Regions from separate parts of the Macaca mulatta genome. Here region 2 is linked to region 1. The links are chromatin contacts, called in public Hi-C maps. All regions are on one chromosome and are shown on one strand. The core of a region is the stretch at or near the end of the contact, and the rest is flanking DNA. Distances in the headings are between cores, read along the strand shown. Region 1 has its middle 63 kb from the start of BTRC. Region 2 overlaps BTRC (beta-transducin repeat containing E3 ubiquitin protein ligase).

The links. A called contact is a pair of places that touch in the nucleus more often than the background predicts.
Region 2: a Hi-C map of fetal cortex germinal zone shows a contact between it and region 1, with 1.5 times the contacts expected there. The contact joins two enhancer-like sites. A contact is called at or near these places in 3 of 14 Hi-C or Micro-C datasets (blood, fetal cortex germinal zone and fibroblasts).

The regions. Positions count from the first base shown.
Region 1 is chr9:113,361,255-113,368,111 of T2T-MMU8v2.0, reverse strand. No RefSeq gene overlaps it. Among named protein-coding and RNA genes, the nearest start is that of BTRC, 63 kb to the left of the region's middle. Within about 2 kb of position 3,996, at least 13 of the 40 cell types and tissues checked have an H3K27ac peak or open chromatin away from gene starts, as enhancers often do. A contact at or near this core is called in fetal cortex germinal zone, where this site is marked.
Region 2 is chr9:113,522,283-113,529,139 of T2T-MMU8v2.0, reverse strand. The region is part of intron 1 of BTRC (beta-transducin repeat containing E3 ubiquitin protein ligase); the gene reads right to left. Among named protein-coding and RNA genes, the nearest start is that of BTRC, 98 kb to the right of the region's middle. Within about 2 kb of position 3,074, at least 6 of the 40 cell types and tissues checked have an H3K27ac peak or open chromatin away from gene starts, as enhancers often do. A contact at or near this core is called in fetal cortex germinal zone, where this site is marked.

The sequences.
Region 1 (6,857 bases), core at 2,747-5,246:
GGGAAGCCACTTCCCTGGCTGCTCCTTTATTTTTCTAACGAATGTCAATTTCCTAAATTGGATGGCAAGGTGAGACAAGTGCGGTTCTTTGAATGGTGTCCCTTATTCCCTGGGTATGCAATGCTCAAGGGAGCACATGTGCATGCACTCATGTTCTCACCACCATCCTGTTAAAGGGGTCTGTCTTAATCCATTTCTGCAGCCATAACAAAATACCTGACACTGGATAATTTATAAACAATAGAAATTCAGGCCAGGCGTGGTGACGCACGCTTGTAATCCAAGTACTGTGGGAGGATTGCTTGAGCCCAGGAATTTGAGGCCAGCCTGAGCAACATGGTAAAGCCCATCTCTACAAAAAGTACAAAAAAATTAGCCAGCTGTGGTAGCAGGTGCCTGTAGTCCCAGCTACTCGGGAAGTTGAGGTGGAAGGTTTGCTTGAGGCCAGGAGGTGGAGGTTGCCGTGAGCTGAGACTACGCCGCTGCACTCCAGCCTGGGTTACAAAGTGAGATTCTGTAATAATAATAATAATAATAATAATAATAATTTGTTTTTCACAGTTCTGGAGGCGGAAAGTCCAAGGTCAAGGGGCCAGATTTGGTGTCTGGTAAAGGATATCTCTCTGCTTCGTAGTTGGCATCTCTTGCTGCATTCTCACACGACAGAAGAGGGAAAAGTGGCAAACAACTCCCTCAAGCCCTTTTATGAGGGCACTAATATTATCTGTGAGGGCATGACCGAAGCACCTCCTAAAGGCCCCACCTCTTAATACTATTGCTTTGGGGATTCAGATTCAATATGAATTTTGGAGGGAAACAAACACCACAGCAGGGTCCTAAGCTAGGAGCAAGACCAGAATCTCTGGGTCCATGTTTCAAATGAGTCGCCAGGAAAGGAAGACAAATACAGGAATTGATTTGGGAGACAGATAGTGAGGACATGAGTTCCTGTGGTTCACTGAGGGCAAAGGGAAGGAGGTGGCACAGGTAACTAAGGTAAGTGGGAGTGTTCTGGCTCCCTGATGGCTGGAAAGGGACTCCCTTTCCACTGAGCTGTTAGGATGAATGAAATCTGTAGGTGAGAGGGAAGATGCTGATGGCAGTTAGACAGGGAGAGTTCTGAGAGGGAGTCCAGTTACCCCAGAATACTCCCATCCTACAGCTGGACTGGAGTTCCCAGTGTGCCATCTGGGAGTGCCTGGGATGTGTGTGGGGCAGCTGGAGGGATGGCCATCATCTATCCAGCACCTGTCCTGCCCCCAAAGGCTGATGATGTAACAGTATAACAATGTGGCAGAGGACAAGGGGGTTTTTGTAATGTTGCTCTGGGGGAGGAACAGTCCAGCTTTCAGTGATATGGCTGGGATAAGGCAGCTGTTGTCTCTTCTCTGAGCTCAGAAGAAGCCCCTAGCCCTTCAGTGAGCAGTCTGAGCCTGGGTCCACTCACCTTCATTCCAGTCCTTTAATCATGGGATGGCTCATGACTCTCCTTCCAAGGAACAGAAGTGATTTGCGCTGCACCCGTCAGCCACATAGACTCTAATCAGAGATCAAACAGGGCACAGAAAAGACCCTGCCCAGGAATGAAATGTAGACCTTCCTGTGGGGTAGGGGACATTCAGGCCCTGGAAGATTCTTTTTTTTTTTTTTTTAGACGGAGTTTTGCTCTTGTTGCCTAAGCTGGATTGCAGTGGTACGATCTCAGCTCACTGCAACCTCCGCCTCCCAGGTTCAAGCGATTCTCCTGCCTCAGCCTCTTGAGTAGCTGGGATTACAGGTGTGTGCCACCATGCCCAGCTAATTTTTGTATTTTTAGTAGAAACGGGATTTCACCATGTAAGCTAGGCTGGTCTCGAACTCGTGACATCAGGTGACCCACTCTCCTTGGCCTCCCAAAGTGCTGGGATTATAGGCGTGAGCCACCATGTCCAGCCAAAAGAATCTTTATCCTAGGTCCCCAGGCATTGCCTCCTCCCACTCCACACCCACATCCCATCTCCCTGGTCTTCTGATGCCCCTCATTTGCCCAAGTGCCTTCAATTTAGGCCTCCCACAAAGGCCCTCTTCCCACCTTCTACCTGGTCTCTCTGGAGGGCCTCACCTTGGTCTTCAATGATCCTTCATCCTGGCCCTCCAGAGAATCTCACCAGGATGTGATCTTGCCTATAGATTCATTGTCCACCATTGTCCAAGTTCTCTAGATGCTTTGCTAACCAGGCTCAGAGAGCGGACTGGAGAGTTAGGTCCTTTATCTCCCCAGTCCGACCACTTTCCCTTCTGCCTCTTCATTCAAGCTCCCCAGCTGGTCACTCCCTAGAAAAGCAATCTCAGCATCTGCTTTCTCACTCTCCCTTTCCTTATCCATAACCAGAAACCCTAGATGGGAGGCTGAGACAAGAAAATTGCTTTGGACCAGGAGTTCAAGTCCAGCCTGGGCAACATAGGGAGACCCTCATCTCTGGGAAAAAAAAAAAAAAGGAAACCCCCAGTATCATTCTCCAAACTATTAGATTGTTCTTGAAGGCAGCAGCCATAACTTACTCACTCCTGTGCCTCAAACTCAACACTTCAAAAGTTAAAGGTTCAATAAATATTTATTGAAAGAATCAGTCCTCAGCCGGGAACTGTGGCTCACACCTGCAATCACAGCACTTTGGGAGGCTGAGGCAGGTAGATCACCTGAGGTTGGGAGTTCGGGACCAGGCTGACCAACATGGAGAAACCCTGTCTCTACTAAAAATACAAAATTAGCTGAGTGTGGTGGCACGTGCCTGGAATCCCAGTTACTCGGGAGGCTGAGGCAGGAGAATCGCTTGAACCCGGGAGACGGAGGTTGCAGTGAGCAGAGACCATGCCATTGCACTCCAGCCTAAGCAACAAGAATGAAACTCTGTCTCAAAAAAAAAAAAAAAAAAAAAAAAATCAGTCTTCAGACTTCTCCAGTGTATTTCCTTCTTTTCTCAGTATACTGTCCTGAGTTCTCAGCAACCACACACTTTTTTATTCCCAAGACAGCTTTTGAGGAGCTGTTCAGAAGCATTAACCTCTTTCAGTCCCAGATGATGAGGGGGAATGCGCTGATGTCCAGGTCTGGGACCCGGAGCTGAGCACATGGCCCGCCTGCCTCCCCTGAGCCTGGAGGCCCCAGGCGGGATTGTCTGTCCTCACTCATCCTTGCCGCCAAGGCCTCCTCGCCTGTATTTATATACACTAAAGCCTCTACTCGAATAAAACATCCATGTAAAATCCAATTTCCTCAGAATCTCTTTTGGAGCCTGGGCCTGAGATGGAGTAGGTAACCCCGGCGGTAACTGCCTGAACCACTCCTGCTGGCTGCAAAGGTGAGGCCCATTTTTCAATTATCTATCTGCTGTGACAGCAGCGGTCCAGCCATCGAGCCAAGGCAGGGGGAGGGGAGAGGCAGAGCTGGGGAGGAGGGAGAAAGAGGGCAAGGGCACGGTGGGGGAGAGGGGGAGGGAGAAACCTAGGGAGAGGAGGCATAGGGAGAGACCCTTGCGCCTGGCACCCAGTAGGTGCTCAAGAATTATTTGGAAAATGAGTGATCAAAGAGTGAATAGGGAGGGTGGGGGTGAGATGAGGAGAGGGGGAGAGCTGGAAAGACACAGAGTGGGTGGAGACATAGAGAGGGCGGGAGGGGGAGGGGGGAGGGGAGGCGAGCGTGGATGGAGCCAACAAGAGGCTCCTGTGTCAATCCGTGGAAACGGGAGGCAGAGTGATGCGGTCACAGCTCCTGCCATCAATATCCTCTAATATAAATGTCAGTGATGCTATTTTCCGCGCAGTCATTTCGCACACTGCTGATTACATTAACGTATAATGGAGGGGCGCCGGCTCCACTGCTTTCTCCCCTAACCCTCCCCCCGGTGATGTGTCAATAGCCGCCTCCATGAACAAGTCAATTTTCTGCAGGCTTGGCAGCGGAATAAATCTGCCCAGCTATGGGGAGAGCTGGAGATATTTATATACCCTGAGCCTGCCTTCCGTGTGCGCGCGTGCGTGTGCGCGGCGGGCGCGGGCGCGAGCCGGAGCGGGGGTTGGGGGTGGTTCTGGGGCGCGCCGCCGAGCTGAATGATTTCCAGCCCCGACTCAATAAGAGGAGAATTTAGAGCGGTCCCTGAGCTGGGCTCCCAGAAACAGCCTTACACGTTTATTTTCCTTAGCTGAACAGGAAAGGCGAGAATTATATGTGGATTTATAGGACAGGCGCAGCTCAACCCAAATGCTCCCGCTCCAGGGGGCGGGGACGGGGGAGGGAGGTGGCAGGCCCGCCACCGGCCGCTGGGACCCTAGCTCGTGCCCGCGTTGGTGGGGGCGCACCCCCCTTGCCGGTCGCTTTAATTACATTTGTTCTTGTCCTTTGTGAGGGCGAGACTTCGGTGCGGCCCGCGTGGGGGGTGGGAGGAGGCGCAGGCCAGACTGCCTGGAGGGGGGCGCGGGGAATGGGAACGTGGGGAGCCCGGAAGGGGGGTGCTGTCAGCTTTTGCTCAGAAACGGATCAATAGTAAGAGATCTAACGGGCTAACTGCCAAGCAGGCGCACCAAGGCGCTGCCCCGTGGGGGCGGGAGGGGGTGGGCGAAGGACGAGAGAAAGGAACGGGGGTGGGAAAAGGAGTGAGGACGGGGAGGGGGGAAGGGCAGGAAGAGTGGAAGAAGTGGGGGGAGGAGAAAGAGAGAAAATAAAGAAGGGGAGAGAAGGAGAGCGGGAGCGGGAGGGCAGGAACAGGACAGGACAGTCCTCGTAGGGGCGTCTCTTCACAAGGGGGAGCCTTTCCTGGAGCTGCCAGACCCCGCAGCCGCCAGCCGCCCGGGCCTCAACTCTGTCATTGAGCCGCCAGAGGGCGGCGCGACCCTGTGCTCTCCCCGCGGATCTCAGGGTCTCCTCGCTCGGGCGCGAGTGACCGGTCGCCGCCGAAGATTGGTCCCTGCCCGGCGCCCTCTGCCCTCTCCCGGAGGGGTCCCGCGTGGCAGGGTGGGCGTAGGGCGACTCCCCTAGCTCCTGCCCCAAAGAAAGGAAACTTCTGGCTTTCCTGGTGTTGGTCCTGGCGCCCTGGGACCCCAGAGCCCCGGGGAGGCGCCCAAAGGCTGGGTTACCCGGCCCAGGGCTGACCACTGTCCCCGGAAGACCCCCAAGGCCGCTGCCGACGCGGCGTGGAGGCGCTGGGAGATCTGGGCCTTCGCTGCCTGGCTGGGGAGCGTGGGCGAGTCTCCGGGACGTCCTGCGCGAAGAGTCCTGTGCTGGCTGCGCGGGCGCTAAGGAGGCCAGCCAGGGTCGCCAGGGATCAAAGCTATAGGACCCGGTTTTAACTCATCCGGTTCCTGGCCATTGACTGTCCTTTTCTCAGCTCTGGGGCCTCATCCCTTCCCAAACTAAGTTAGAAAATAAAATACAGCCCAACACCCTCAACGGGCAAGTTCTGCCACCCTGGAGAGGGGAGCCTGGTGGTGACAGCTCAGTGTTCTCGACCTGGGAGGACAGCAGAATTACTTGAGGGAGATTTTTAACATAAGCGTGTTTACCCGCAGGCACGCATTGTAAGGAGCTTGTATGTACAGGCAGTGCTTTCTGGAAGCATGCCCGGTGTCAGAGCTCCCCAGATAACGCTGATACAGAGTCCCACATGAACATTACCTGAAGAAACTGCCTTGGGTGGGGGGGGGGGGCACTAGGAATGGGAACATGGGGAGACCAGGAGTGGGGCACTGTCAGCTTTGGCTCCGAGTGGATCAATAATAGTACAAGATCTAATGGGCTACCTGCCAAGCGGGTACACTGAAAAATGTCACATATTTTTTCATGTTGGACTTGGTAACTCAGCCTGGGCTATTTGCCCTCATGAATGTGTCTGTGTGTCACTGCGTGTATATGTTGCTGGGTACCTGCGCCGCTGGGTAAGCATTGCTTTGTGCGTCTTTTTGTGTGTGCGGATGTCACTGGGTACCCATCATCCGGTGTATCATTGATGTTATCATCAGCATTTACTGAGAGCACCTATTGTGTGTGTGTCATTGTACATGCCTGTCCTGATGAGAGTGAGTGCGGATCCTGGGGTGTGTTTGTGTTGTATTGAGCACATCTCTGTGGGCTCCATTGTGGGGCACAGCCATTGTCTCCATGTCATTGACAGTGTGTGCTGGCAAGAACTCGTGACACAAATGGAACGAAGCTGATCTGCCCTAGAAGCGAAGGCGGCAATGACCTTCTTTTTCCAATTATATCCTGGTCAGAGGTGAGCGACCTCTCTCCACTGAGGCCACTTCTTGTCATGCAAACCGAGCAGAAGGATGGAGATTAGAGGAATGTGACCGAGTCACGTGTGAAAACAATCAGCTATCAATGGGCCAAGATCAATGCCCCAGATTATAGACGAGCCCAGGGCAAGCAGTCACTTTGGAGTTTTTCCCAAGAAGGCAAAAACACACAGCACACAGTCATACACGTCACACATCCCGAGAGACCCACAGCCTGGGGACAGGTAGGAAGTGGGTTGGGGAGAGCTGGGCAAATCAATGGCCACCCATTTTGAAGTGGTGGCAACTGTTATTATTAGTAGGTGGTTATGTTGTTTTTGCTAAAGATGCAACCTTTATTCCGCTGGTAGCGGTAAGTATAAAAGCTTGTGTTTAGTGTTTTCTATTTTAAGTCCAGAGAGTTAGGACTCTTAAGTGGGTCACAGGAGGCAGTGTGGGGATTTGGAGGAAACTCATGTCAGGAATGGGAGCAATAGAGGGCTTGTATTGAGAGAGTGGCAAAGGAAAGTCTTTGGTCAGCTGTGGGCAGGGGGCAGGTGTGAAGCAGAGTGGCTCCTGGAGCCAGGGCACTTGTCCTTAGGACAACT
Region 2 (6,857 bases), core at 1,825-4,324, 160 kb before region 1:
CTGGTTTTCAGGACCATCCAGAATTCCCTACTATATTACACCAAGTTATTTTCCACAACACATCTTTTCTGCCCCAGTTAAGCAAGTTGCTTCATAGTCTCACCAACAGGTGATAGGATCTTGAAATTCTGGGACTGATTCTTTTTTAAAGACAGGGTCTTGCTCTGTCACATCAGGCTAGATTGCAGTGACATGATCATAGCTCTTTGTAACCTCCAACTCCTGGGCTCAAGTAATCCTCCTGCCTCAGGCTCCCTACTAGCTAGGACTACAGGTGTACGCCACTACACCAGGCTAATTTTTCTATTTTTTGTAGAGACGGGAGTTCTCACTATATTACCCAGTTGGTCTCAAACTCACGGCCTCAAGCAATCCTCCCACCTCAGTCTCCCAAAGTGCTGGGATTAGAGGCATAAGCCACAGCACCTGGCCTGGAAGGATTTTTAACTCCAGTCTAGTTCACTCAACAATGATAAACACAAGAAGATTATCTCATCTATTCAAGTCTTACACATTCTTAAAATGAGGTTCAACTGTCATCTTCTCTACGAAACCATACAACTACTCCACCTTACTCTACTGGAAATTCTTTAACTAAATTTTAATCTTGATCCACACAACTGGCACTTAATTAGATAAATGTTTGCACTGTTACTTCCAACTAACCAATAAGACTGAAAGATTACTGGGTAAAGTCTTTGTAGCTCCCTCTACCAACTAACACATTACATAAGTACACAGATAATAGATGCTCAATGAATAACTGAAACCCTAAACCCACACTGTACAGCTAGCTTAAAAAAAAGTTTTTTGTTTTTTGTTTTTTTGTTTGTTTTGTTTTTAATAGAGGAACTTCAGTGGCAGCCCAACTGCAGTCCTACTGTCCCACTACTTATAATGCCAGTATGATCAGTTAGAACTAGCAGTTACAAGCTCTGGCCTGACACATATTTTTGTAAATAAAGTTTAACTGACCCATAGCCATGCCCATCCATTTAGGATTTGTCTGTGGCTGCTTTCACACAATGGAAGAGGTAAGTGGCCACAAGAAAGACGCTATGTCCTACAAAGCTTCAAATGTTTATTATCTGGCCCTTTACAGACAAAGTTTGACAACCCTTAACCAAAGCATTCCTTACTTTGAGGGTTGTTTATATTTTTGACTGCCCAATTCAAGAAGTAAAGATGTTCTGATGGTAGCACACAGCAGGTTCATAGCTGGGGCGACATTCTCCATGACCTAGTAAGTGGCTTATTTACTATTTTCAGTTATCTATTTGAACACACAACTCCTGATAAAATGGATAATTAAGAGTTTATTATATAATCAAATAAAAATTGAACTAATTTACACAGTGATGAAAAGTCAAGCCACCCATAATGACTTATAATAATCTTTGAGTAAGCATCTTGCTCAAGGTTGGATGGTGCAATAGAGCCTGAGCCTGTTTGAAGAGACATCTGTTATAAATAAAATAACCAGCTCCAAAGCTACAAGCTAACATTTCCCACCAATGCCACATACTTCACTGGGAGGATTCAAAGGACACTGTAACTGGGATAATTATATCATTTTAGCAAAGCAGGTAAATTGTGGTGGATTACAATTCTGACTTCGAACACATTTAAAAAATGAAATCATCTGCTCATCATCGTGTAGAATGACAACCCACATGAAGGAAAAAATACTGAGACCAATTTCTAGTAACTAATTGCAAACATAGTGAGCTTCAATGGTAAATTAGTAATTGGATTAGTACTTTTTCCCATTAACTTGTTATGTGACTTGAAGTTAATAATAGCCTCCAAATATACATTTACAATTTACAAAAACAGAAATTACTATTCTACAAGGTTAACAGATATTTTAGTTACATGGACAAAATCACTCAAACTCTTCAATGAAAGGTGTCATTAAAAAAAAAAAACACTGTGTGTGTGTTTAAACAAATTTTAATTAATCCTTTTAGGATACAATGGCGAAAAACTTAGGTCATTTAAGTTCAGAAGCTAATCGGAATATCCTATTCAAGGACCCATTTTAGGGAGGACCGAAAGTGTCCTCCTAAGATATTCTCTGGCATGTTTTCATGCACACTGCTTCTCCAGCATGTTTATCATTTGACATACTCTATTAAACCACAACCACATCAAGGCCTCCCTATGCTGCTAAACTCAACGGATCCACCAGTTAAGGCTTTCAAGGAGTGCTCTTTTCTAGTAATATACCAATTCCAAGCACAGTGCTAACGAGTAGATAGAATGGACAACATTCCCTGGGACAACCAAAGAGGACTTCCATTAGCACCGCCTTACTCCCTGTGACAGAAGTCAAAAAACTGCCAAGCAGGCTTTTTCCCCGCCACACTGTTCGACACTAATCATAAAACACTACAGATGCATCCTTTCTCAAAATGCAGAGGGATTGTGTGTATTTGCAAAGAACAACTATTTTCTATGCTTCCAAATTCTTAATCCTGTTTGGAGCTGTCAGTGGGGGTTAATGGAAGCCTTGGATAGGAGAATTCCAATCTGGTTGGCAGATGGATAGGTTGGTTATAGCTACATAACTATGTCTTGCCTGCAGGCACAATTCAGAACACTGTTAAAGCAATATAAAGTCTCTGTCAAGCTGAACCATTTGGATCAGTAGCAAGGAGAAATAATAATAAAAAAGAAGTTCATTTCTGGGCCTTGTGCATTTATGCTAGTATGCAGAAACTGATTAATTGTCATAGTGCACTGGTCTTCTATACCTCAGATTTCTACTTCTGGAGTAGATTTTGCATGCTAATATAATCATTCTCCCTCTTGAGACATTAGCAAATAATCAAATGAAAAACAGGATCATAATTTACTGAGATTCGAGCAATTCTCTATGCAAATTTGACTTGTTATTGCTGCTGCCTCGTTAATCTGAATGCCTTTGACAAACTCCTTTGATTTATGAACTCGTGACAACTCCAATGTGTATATATTTTGCTAGATTGACATTATCATTAAGAGTGGGTGGACTGAGCTCACATGAATGGCTGATTTTATTCGCTGGTGTCTGCTGCTCAACAGCTGAGCATCTCCTCCTCACAAAGCCCCTGAGCGGCAGGCTCTTCCCATCTTCCCATCCATTCATCATCTCGATGTTAATTGGCCCAGGCTTTAAGCAAATTTTCAACACGATTTAAAGGCACGATGACACTGATTACTGACCCTCTGCCATACGGTGCCTATTGATTAACCTGACAGAGATGATGAGCTTGAGGGAAACTAGGTGTGTGGGGACCTCGGGGGGAAAAAATATATTGTCTATGCAGGCAAACACTTGTCATTACCTCACAAGCCAGAATTTGCACAGCACACATTCTTAAAACACACTACTGCTTTAACACCTACAGCTAACACAGAAAGTGCTTTCTGTATTCAGAGATTACAGATAAGTCATGTCAAAGCGCATGACACATTCAGTATTTAGAAGAACTCCCTAGATAGATGGCTGCCTTTCAACCAATTATGCTTGTTCTGGCTGATGTGTCTAATTCAGGTTAAATTCAAAGACAGTAACTGGGTGGCCTGGTAATGTTGTATCAGAAAAAAATAAGAATGAGAAAAATTAGATTCTTGACAATAGAGGAAGGAAGAAAGGAAGGATTAAAATTATTTGCTGCCATTCTACCACTATTAAAAGGAAAAGTACTCTTAAAGAGGAAGAAAACATCAACCTGATTATACGAATTTTGTTTTCTGTTCTTTTAATACCTCTGCCTAATTGCAACTGTCAAACTATTCCTGGCACAGAAATTATACCCACAACTGAATTATTTTAAAATAAAGTATATTTTAAGTCTAACAAACATTCCCTTTAAATTCTTGCTTGCCCATTTTCAACAACTGCTGTGCAAACTGCTATACTTAGGAAAATTGTGCAGGATCTTTAACATTAAGCTTCATAAAAACTAAATGTTGCATTATCAGAAAAAATGAAAGTTCATAATAGTCACTGAGCATTAGTAACAAACAGAAATCTGCCGTAAAATATTGCTAGTCTGTGAATTTACACAGTCATGCAGCACCCAATATCAGGGATCAGACAGAAAACATCTTTAGATAGGATCAGTTATGATCTAAAACAAAGCCAACAAATATCCCCTCTCTGGCCACACATATCACCTTGTTTACTTACGAGTCCTGGGGGGACGGCCAATATACAATTTTATACACGAAGATTTTGGGGCAGCACTAACAGTTATTTCAAAGCTAAAATAATAGAAAACTGAACAACCCGGCTGTAGCACCTATTACAGTGACATGGGCTGTTAATGTAAGAGATCAAATGTTTTTCAAGTCAAACTGCATTGGTGCCTGTTATACTGGAACATGTAGCTTACTCCCTAAAAGCCTGCCTCCTGCTCTTTTAAGATAAACAAGCTAAACTAAGCACTGAGATACTCTGATAAGGATAGAAGAGATGAACTGCATCAGGGAGTGACAAGGCAAGGACATGAATGAGCAGTGTTGCTTTCTGTTAACTTCCAAGTCACCGAAAATATCACAATACAACATTTTAATATTTCACCATTAATTAAAAGTCTAGCTATAGGAGAAAGATAAATTTGTAGCAATAAATATGGGTACCAAAAAAGGGAGAGGGGCTAAAACAGTTATCTATTTTGTGAATAGGAGCAATATTACACAGCTGTCTGAACACAGTCAGCTTTGTGACTTCTTAATCGAAGGTTTGAACATCAACTTAGCAATGACTATGAGTATATAAAAGTTTGTAATTATGTTAATATGCTCCACATCAGAAGTAATAGTCCATTTAAACTGTAAAGTTTTTTTTTTTTTTTTGGTTCTAAAGCCTTGATTTAAAAACAAACAAAAAAACTTCCTACCTTACCCTTTCACGTAGATTTTTTTTTTTTACATTTTATCCTGCTTAATGTATGAATGCAATTACAAAATTACATCTATTTATTAAAATGTGGGTTAATATTTTAAAATCCCAAACACGCTTGCAAAGCAGGCATCTTATACTACTGTAGGTTGTTTTTTTCTTGATGGAACTAAAAGGACAACTTTCAGGGGGGAAAAAAGCAATTCACCCATATGTTTACACTATTCAAAATGCAATAACAATGTACAAAGTAGCGAAATAAGCAAGGCAAATGAATTAAAATTCACCATGGGGATTTGAGATAGAAAACCATACACAATAAAAAGTTAAGCATACCTATCATGTAAACAAAAATGTAACTAGCTTAAGTTACCTTTTACCTTTAAATCTCTATGAATCTTTTTAAAAACTGCTTTCCTCTTTAAGACGTTACCTTCACAATTATGTGTTTTGGACAGGTTTTTTCATGCCATGATTTTCTTTGCTACCATATTTACAAAAATATTTCATCCAGAGATCCTCTGCATATAGTTTTGAGTAAATTAAGAGGCAAACATTTGCTTCTACTAATAAGGACATCTGGTTATTTTTGTAACTCAAAGACCTCTGTAGATTTTCTTATGTAGATTTTTTTTTAATCAAAATAGGACTGAGAACTATGGAACCCTTAGGATGTATGACAAAATTCTTTCTCTCTGATGAATTTTTTTTTTCTGTCATCCTTGTTTCTGGGTTTTTGTTTCTTTTTGCTAAATGACTTTCATCCCCTTGCTTTGGTGTTATTATGACAACAATATTTTGGAAGAAATTTAAGATTCCTTTAAACTTGATAAAAGCTAATATCCCCAGATGTGAAACCATCCCAAGTAAATAAACTACATTTCTGAAAACTAGACTGGGCTAGATTAAGATCTGTGTTTATGTGTATATCTCTAATATGGACTGGCTCTTGTTTAATCATTATTATTTTTCCTAATTAAGAAATTATTATATAGGCTTATTACTATACTGTGTCCTTCCCCACTAATGATACTGCCTTAATGTCTCTTCGGGTCATTAAAATTACAAATACCATTCCTCTCACCTATTTCTATAAATTTTTGGTTCCCAAGGCTGAAAAACATGTCTCAGCATAGATCTTGAAGGGTGTACCTTAAAGAAAAGTAACATATAGGGAGAGAAAAAAAATCATATACCATACATTATATCCCTTGCTTTCCTCTTAAAACGGTAAGTAGACTAATTATACCCCTTATTTGGGATACTTGAGTTTAATCTGTAACTTTTGCTGTAAATCCTGCTTTGCATTTTCTGCTCATCTCCACTATAGAAATGAAAAAACTAGAATGAAATAAAATGTTTTTAAACAGAAAACAGCAAATATAACTCAGATTAACTGCATTCTCATGGGTCTCTAAGTAGCCAGACCCTAAGGTAGTATTGGCCTAAGGATTTAAAATTTGAGAAGACTTCTATTGCTGAAGGGTCAAAGGTTATAAACACCAATTCATGTCTTCAATTTTTAATCTGTTAACATCACCAAACAACAAATGAAAATAAAACCAAAACAGATTAGCCTGGAGTTCTACTAGGGGTAATTTAACAAATTTAATGGGAAAAATGGCTAATTTTACTGCTCCAGGGATAAACAACCTTGTTGGTTTGTTGTTGTTGTTGTTGTTGTTTTAAAGCAATGCTCTTTGATGTGTAAGTAACAATTTTTTAAAGATGTTTTTTCTCCAATAGAAGGAAACTGCTTTTTTCTATAGCAATGTAAATAGTTTCTACTTAAAGAATATCAAAATTATTTCTCTTAAGCCTAAGATCTTAAGTTATTGGAATGCTAGAGAATGGCTGTATACCTCTAATCTACCATTTTGCTAACTATACAGGATTTTGTGCATTTCTGACAAATCCTACAATTAATTTGATTATGTTGTCATTACTTTCCACACCGTAACTATCC